Linked DNA regions of Mus musculus: all the other regions are linked to region 3. Evidence: chromatin contacts called from public promoter capture Hi-C data. All regions are on one chromosome and are shown on one strand. The core of a region is the stretch at or near the end of the contact, and the rest is flanking DNA. Distances in the headings are between cores, read along the strand shown.

The links. Promoter capture Hi-C pulls out the DNA fragments that hold promoters and counts their contacts.
Region 1: a promoter capture Hi-C map of liver shows a contact between it and region 3, with 2.3 times the contacts expected there. The contact joins the promoter of D10Wsu102e here to the promoter of Zfp938 in region 3. A contact is called at or near these places in 1 of 39 promoter capture datasets (liver), 1 of 484 Hi-C or Micro-C datasets (embryonic stem cells) and 1 of 115 datasets of contacts at active chromatin or transcription factors (embryonic stem cells).
Region 2: a contact with region 3 is called in a promoter capture Hi-C map of embryonic stem cells, with 2.7 times the contacts expected there. The contact joins the promoter of Aldh1l2 here to the promoter of Zfp938 in region 3. A contact is called at or near these places in 3 of 39 promoter capture datasets (embryonic stem cells, liver and pre-B cells).

The regions. Positions count from the first base shown.
Region 1 is chr10:83,358,946-83,361,645 of GRCm38.p6, forward strand. D10Wsu102e (DNA segment, Chr 10, Wayne State University 102, expressed) reads left to right here and starts at 1,276. Exons shown (of 4, transcript NM_026579.3): 1 at 1,276-1,428. The coding sequence starts at 1,314.
Region 2 is chr10:83,532,865-83,535,564 of GRCm38.p6, forward strand. Aldh1l2 (aldehyde dehydrogenase 1 family, member L2) reads right to left here and starts at 1,276. Exons shown (of 23, transcript NM_153543.2): 1 at 1,103-1,276. The coding sequence starts at 1,150.
Region 3 is chr10:82,239,948-82,242,647 of GRCm38.p6, forward strand. Zfp938 (zinc finger protein 938) reads right to left here and starts at 1,328. Exons shown (of 4, transcript NM_001105557.2): 1 at 1,224-1,328. The coding sequence starts at 1,226.

The DNA of each region.
Region 1 (2,700 bases), core at 26-2,525, 1.1 Mb after region 3:
AGTTAACAGACAATTAGGAAAACATGTAGACTTGGGACAGGTGTTCGTTCCTAGGTCTGGGAACATGAACTTGCTTGACCCTGCCAGCAAGATGGAGAAGTTGTCCCTGAGATGGCTGGACTCAGATAACTGTCTCCTTACACATTGTCCCTGAGGAGATGCGTTCACACAGACAACTGTTTACAACAGAAGCTGTTCTGATATAGGGAAGTCCCCAGCTTCCCTAGAGACTGGGACCGTGAATTAAGTTTCTCCCTATGATTAAATGGGAGTCTGGAAATGAAATGGTAGCACTTGGAATACGTTTCTTTCGCTTGTTCTCAACAAAACCATGAGCATTGGGTCCCAGGGGCAGGAAGAGGGGAGGAATGGGGTTTGTCATTCAGGGGTTTTGTTTCAGCTTTTTAGAAATGAAGGATTTGTTTTTCTGTAGGAGACCAAACTCAGTGCCTCACTCACAGCTCTACCTTTTAACTACCACCTGGAACAACCTTTTAGGATTTTGACATGACAGTGTTCCAAAGGCATGCTGTATATATAGCAACGTAAACAGCATTCTTAACACTTCTGGGTTTTGTGTTTACAGTTAAATAGTAAACTAAGCTGGGGTCTGGTCATCCAGACCTGAAATCCAGGCTATTTAGGACCTAGGTGGACTTTGAGTACCAGGTCAACCGGGGTAACTTGGTGAGGCTTTAACAAACAACAAAGTATGGTAATGGGCGGCTGTAGATTTAAGTACACGGAAATGGAAGCTGGAAAATGGTGATTTTGAAGTCAACCTGGGCCAGCCAGGATGACAAAAAATAAAATATAGAAAATGAAAAGAAACTGGGTGTGGTGGCTCCCACCTCTATGGCATCTGGAAGACTAAAGCAGGATTGCTACAAACTGAAGACCACAGAAACCTCCCCAAACAACAACAAAAATGGAAATAACGACAAAGGCCTCGCACCACCTTCTTCATGCTTGCATTTGCTTAGCTTGACCAAGCCGGGTTGATTCTTTTCTAACAACAATAAAGGAGGAGACTAGGGCTAGACTTGGGCTGGGGTAGACTAGGCGCCTGACACGTGCATCCGCAGCGCTCCGCCCACGCAGTGTGGTGCCTTGTTCCCATCCTCCACCCCGCCTCGGCCCCACCCCCGCTTCCGGTTCCCGTGGGTCTGAACTTCATCTCTAGGCGCGAGCTCTGGCCACGCACCCGTAAGTCACCGCCCACCTCCTAGTTTCGGCCAATTGCTGCCTTGACCCCGCCCCTTCCCCGTGCCTTCCTATATCCGGGCTTCTTTCAGTGGCGCTGGGTTGGAAGCATGGAGTTCCAGGGCGAGCGCGGGACCGGTCCTGGTGTTTCTTCGTCTTCTGTAGCCTGCTCGCAGGTCACGGTGTCCAGGGAGCTGCTGACGGCGGGGAGCGAGGGTTCGGGAGGTGAGCGACGGTGGAGAGCGGGGTGGGTTGGAGGGACACGGAACGCTGCTGGGTCAGGGACACTGCGGGACCCGGGAACGCTACTGGAGACACTGCAGGAGGTTGGGGATGCTACCGGGGACCGGGCACGCTGCGGGGTTCTGGGACACTGAGGCGCCCGAGACGCGGCAGGGCCGGGGAAGCCAAGGAGCTCGAGACGCTGTGGGGAGTCGGGGGTCCGGGTTATTGCGGGGCCGCGGACGCCGAGGAGCCAGAGACCCTGCGATGGCTAGGGATGCCGGGGAGCCTGGAACGCTGCGGGGGTATGGGACACCGAGAGAGTCCGAGACGCTGCGGAGGTCGGAGATACCGCGGAGTCTGGGACGCTAATTGGGAGGGGATGCCACGGAGCCCGAGACGCTGCCGGGGTCTGTCCGGGGTACGACTAGGCCAGCCCGGCGCTGGGCGGTGGTGGTTCTTTTTTTTTTTTTCCTCTACCTGCCAAGCCGGTCCAGGCCAGGTGGTCCTTGTAGAGTTCATTAGGAACCGCCCAGCCTGGCAGCATTTGGAGAGGCAGAGGCAGGCGTATTTTTGAGTTCGAGGCCAGCCTGGTCTACAAAGTGAGTTCCAGGACAGCCAGGGCTACAGAGAAACCCTGTCTCGAATAAACAAAGAACAAAATACAAAAAAAAAAAAAAAAAAAAAAAAAGTGGGCAAAGGCTTGAGTCTTCAGTGTTTGTTGCTTGGACTGGGCAGTTGGTTTGTTTGGAAAGGTGCAACTCGGAATAATTAATTTTTTAAATTGAGCACCTTCTAGGTAGGAGAGCTAGGCAAGTATATTCTACAAAAAAAAAAAAGCCCAGTCTGACTTGCCCAAGTCTACATAACCGTTTCTGGTTCTCTGTATTATGTACCTCTGGTATGTGGAGGGGGCTATTCTCTCTTCCTACTATGTGGGGAGTGAATAGCGCTTCCAATTTGGGAGGCAAGCACTGTGTCCATAAAACCCTCTTTTTGGGCCCTATTTCTGACTTCTGACTTACCTTTTGTGTGTGTGTGTGTGTGTGTGTGTGTGTGTTTCAAGACAGTGATTCTCTGTGTTGCCCTGATTGTTCTGAAACTTACTCTGTAGATCAGGCAAGCCTCGAACTCTTGCCTGTGCCTCTTAAGTGTTGGGATTAAAGCATATCTGAATTTCTTAACTAAAATCAAAGACTCATTGCAGGTCTACATTTTGCTAACTGTGCTGTTTAAAGTTGTGCGTTGTGCATCCCTGTTGCCTTAAGAGGTCAC
Region 2 (2,700 bases), core at 26-2,525, 1.3 Mb after region 3:
CTAAAACCCCAGCATGGAAATCTTATCATCTTTCAAAACTCCTTTCTTTTAGCTTCCCAACAGTTTACTGACAAGGTGGTAGCCAAGACCAGGGTAGTAGACACGGCTCTTAGCTATCTGTGCCCCAGGACCAGATTGCACGGCCAGAGTGGTTAAAGAAACTAAGGAAGGGTCTGAGGGTTACACAGCAGAATGGTCCAAAGCTCAGGGCAGACGGGTCTCTTATAAACTATGACTGTCCCCCAAAGTCACTTGCATTGATTGTACGGAGCAAAATAAAATCTGACCAATTATTTGGATTCTGCCTTCAACTTTTTTTACATATGGCAATGTCAGAGAAAAATACCAACGGAGGAGAAATATTTTTATAACACAGCCAGGATGTGCTGATTACAAAAGCGATTATGTGCACAGGATAGACGCTTTCCTTAGCCGGAACAGGCTGTGTTGTCTCTCCCCAGACTCACCGAAGTGCTGAAGGCAGAGCCACTTGCAACGTGTCGGCTCTCGTTCCATTTCTAGAAGTGATCTGATGCAATCCCACGTCTGTGAGCTGGGCCGGGGCCAGGTTCTTACTCTACAGTTTTACAACACACCAGCGTGGCTACTCCTGCAGCGCTGGGTGATCCTGGAAATCTGGCCGCCACTACTCGCTACTCGGCGGGAAGCATCAAGCTGTCCTAGATTGCTGTGTTGAGCTTGCCTGGGTCCCAGTCTCATCTGGTAGACCTTGCAAGGCAGTCTCGCTCACACTTATCCACCGTTCCGACCCTAAACTGCTCACGTCGGGGTCATGAAATGCAAAAAGGAAAAAAACAGACTGGCTCGTGTCCCTTTACTCATTGTCAGTCCCCAGCCTGCCATCCCAGCCAGACCGCGTCTGCAGCTGATTCCCGGCAGCAGACAAAGGCTCACTTGACAATTCCCATCCCGGATACTGCCACAGGCTTCTCTGGAGTCTTCCAGTCTGAAAAAAAGCTGTTGTCCCTTCTAGCAAGGTCTGAGCATCACTGCCCACCCCAGCCTTGCCGTCCCGGCCCTGCAACCCCCGAGGTCTGGAAAGCAAGACCAGGATGTGGATGCTCGCCTTGACAGGACTCACCCGGCTGGTGGAGAAGTGCCGTAGCGCCTGGCTACCCCGCCACAGCATGATGTAGAGGAGCGAGCGATTGCCAGGCGGGCGGCGGGAGTGGGTAGGTACCAGGGCTGCAGAGGGTTGAGTGCTTCGCTTCAGCTCTGTCCAGCTCTGCTCACGGCCCCGCCCCCTCGAATGGCAGGTCCCGCCCCTCACCGCTGGCAGAGCTCCTGCCCCTAAGCACACGTGACCTGGTGCAGGTCTAGGGAATGAATCGGTGCCTAACCCAAGGGCTTGCTGGACTCCGCCTCTGCTCCATGGATAGCCTAAGTGTTCGCTAGAGGTGGGACCTTCCATAAATTACTCAGACCCGCGGAGTTAGGCAGAGAGATGTACCTTATAATTTAATCGGACACCCTGTAAGGATTACTTTTTATTTTCAACTTGACTCAAGGTAGGATGATCTGGGAAAGGGATTACCTGGACCAGGCACACCTGGATGGAACATTTCTTGGGTTAACTGAGGTGAGAAGATGCGTCCTGATTGTGGGTGGCATCATTTCATGGACTAGACCCTGAACTAAGAGTAAGAGTGAAAAAAGAAAAAAAACAAACAAACAAACAAACAAAAACAACAACAAAAACGTGTTGAGCAGTAAGCATGTGTGGATTTATTCTCTCTCTCTGAGTGTAACTAGCTAGCTGCCTCGGGTTCCCACCTTGACTTCCGGACAATGGTAGATAGTAACCTGGACTCCTAAATTGAATAAACCCTTTCTCCTTTAAGTTGCTTTTTCCTCGGGGTGTTTCGCAACAGAAATGAATTAGAACACTTCGAAAGTTACCTGCCTAACAGTCGCCAGAAAGCAACAGGCACACTTGTGGAGCTCCAGCTTGAACTGGGAAGATAAGGCGCTGGGCACCCTTGCTTTAGGCATAGTCTGATACCCCCATCATCTGAGGATGAGGGTTGGTAAGATACTGTTCGCTGGCCTTGTCGCACACTTCTCGTCCCCAGTAGATAACTCATACCTGCATTTGTGCCTTGCCTCTATGAAGAAACTTGCACACATGCTGTAGTGAAACCTTTGTCCCAAAAGGATTCCTTAGCCTGGAATTCGGGGCTGCGTGGAGTTTCGTTCACTCTTGTATTTTGATATTCTTCTGCCCGTGTGATTATTACTTCCCAACTGTTTATTGTGAATTCATTAATTGAACAGATTCACAGCGTTCTCTGTCACATCCATACAGATGAGTTACTTTTTGTTGGACTCCACTCACTATCCTTAATCCCCTTAAACAACTCTCTCGATTTGTTTATATACTCATGGGGGGCATTGGATACCTAAAGAAGCTGTTAAAGGCAGATCTGAAAGATCTTCAGTTTTGGTTTTTTATTTATTTTTTATTTTTGTTACATTCATGAACCATACACTCTTTAACCCAAAGATGTAACAAACATTTGGTGAAATGTGTCTATTCTTACTGAAGTCTCTGAGACTCTGTCTGGCATTTTCTTTGTAATGATATGAAACAAATGTTACTGACTTCTTGCTTAAATCCATTTCACTTTTGAGCACTCAGAGATCATGCACATTGGTTAGGGAGCATCTTTCCATGTATGT
Region 3 (2,700 bases), core at 78-2,577:
GACTCTATGATGACAGTACCATTCAAGCTGTAACTTCAACACAGAGACAGTACCATCTGCCAACAAAAAAACACAAAGGCCTAGTCCATCAAAGTCCAAAGTTATGGGATAGTCTCTACATGTACTACCTTACTCATGTTGTCAACATGGTTTTTTGTGCTTAAAAGCTCCTCATGAAAAAGGCTCAGGGGTATACTGGGATGGACTTGCCTTAGCAGGGAGCTGAGCTAAACCTTGACTAGAAAGTAATTATGTGGTTTCCTGCCATCTTGGCTCTTATATCACTATCATATGGATTTTAAGCTATGGATCCATAGACCCAATGAAAAGTCTAACAATTTAAGCTATCAACAACAGAAAGCAGATGAGAAACAGTATTCAGTACTCATGAATGAAAATTGGTTAACAAAAGATTGAATATATACAGTACACACAGTGACATTCTCTGACTTCAATTGTCAAATACAACTGCAATAAGGGCTATATTGTAGCTAAGCAGTGGTGGCCCACACCTTTAATCCCAGCCCTTGGGAAGGAGAGGCACATTTGTACTTCTGTGAGTTCCAGGCCAGCCTAGTCTACACAGAGAAATCCTGCTTCAAAACAAAACAAAACAAAACACAAACAAAACCCCCATACACAAGCAACCAACCAAACCAAGCAAACAATCTAATAAAAAACAACTTCCTGGGGAAGAATAGAAAGATCGACAAAATATGAGAAGGAAAAAACCCACACCATTAAAATTGTGTCAATTTTGACAACTTAGGCAGGGGAACACAGTGAGTCTGGCCTTACTAACACACGTGACTGGACCACCGTGGCATCCACATGCGAATGTGTTAATGACACAGACCTTACACTGCGCACAGTTAACTGCGATGGATGCTACACCCGAATGTCACGTGCCTGGTGCAGAACTTTAGAGGGCACAGAGAAACTAGAGCTCTGCCTGTCAGAAAATCTGCCTTTCCTGGAGACGGTAAAAGCAAGTGAGGCGCTCACTGCATGGTGACGTCAGCATCAGGGATGTTTTCCCACAAGGGCTCCGAGCTCCCCATAGTCGGAGCAGGGGGTGGAACTCAAGGAGGTCATTCAGGGAGGTGCAGGGAACTCAAGTGAACAAACAGAGAAACACCTGACGCTGATTCCCCGCAGCCCCTGGACAAACACCACAGGGGCCCCGCGGATCCGCCCCGCATTTGGACAGCGATCCAGCTCACCATGGCGCAGGCTGCAAACTCGCACAACTCTCCTCCCAGCTCCCGGCAACAGATCACATCAAAGCACACGGAATCACAGCCGACTTCCACAGAGCCTCAGCCAAGACTGCAGTATGGCGGACCGGAAGTGCTCTCCCCATTCTAACTGCTCGGTCCATCTGGAGTCCCTGATTGGCTAGTGAGGCTTGAGTGACAGGAACAGCTCCCACAGTGACAGATTGCACTGATGTTTCCAGCCCTGGCTTCCACCTCAGGCACAGAACTGCCCCAGACCTGAGGAGTTTGGCACTGCAGTAGAACTTGAGCCTGAACTGCAAAGTTGTCCCCACATTTTTCCTACACTCAGTAGACACTCTTCCTTCGAGTAGGCACAGGAGAGGGTCTCTAGCTTGCAATGACCATTAAACAATGTACAGGGGGTGAACCCACTGCTTCACAGCTATATGGGCGCCCAGCCCGTCCAAGTCGAACTTAAACTACCTAATTGATACGCACCATTCAGGCATTAGCAATTACAGTAATGTTGCTCACATTTCTCTCCACTGCACATTAGTAGCCAAAAGATTAACTTTCCCAGCCTTTTGTGGTGACACTGGCCTATCATGTCAGCATTTGGGAGGTGAAAGCTGGATATAAAAACATTTACGTCTGGTCTACAGAGTGAGTTTCAGAACAGTCAGGAAAAACCAAAACAAGCAAACAAATAAAATGCAAGAAACTTGATTTATGGCACCAAATGCAAACAATTAGGCTTCCCAAACAGGAGGTGACCAGGGTCAGATGATAGATATAGACAGTTTGAGATTAGCATGTCTTGCATAACACAATGGCTCATGTTAACCGAGTTTGTTAAGATGTACTGCTCAGGCAGATTATTTGTACATTATCTCCAAGGCATTTCTTTTACATTAAGCAACTAACTCTACTCTGAGTTGGCAAAGAAAAGAAAATCAAGGAAGACAGAAAGCAAAGACATTTGTGATGAAAGGAGTAAGAATCATGAAAAGAGGACCTGTCCAGTAACACCCTTTGCAGGATGTGTCAAGGTCTGTCTTTCTGTACAGACTTTGCCTCAGGCCTGCTCAGGCTGTGCTTACACAGAATCCAGACTGGAGACTGGAATTATTTACTGTGTGCTCTTCTTACCTATAAGGATCTGGGACCTAGAAGGCTGGTCATCACACATCTGGGCAGTGACTCCCATTGGGACTAAGGTGCTAGATGTCATGTATGTGTCCACAACATTGCTGTTCTGTACCTATGACACTTGCTTATGCTACTGGGATGACCACACAGGTTCTGGGTAAATGACAACCACACATGAAAAACCCCCTACTCTGGTGTGTGTGTGTGTGTGTGTGTGTGTGTGTGTGTGTGTGCATGGTACAGGCCACAAGGCCCTTGCCTGCATGCCTTCCATCTGACAGACCTTACTCTTGGTGGTGGATTTCACCACCAAGCATCATTATCATGCTGT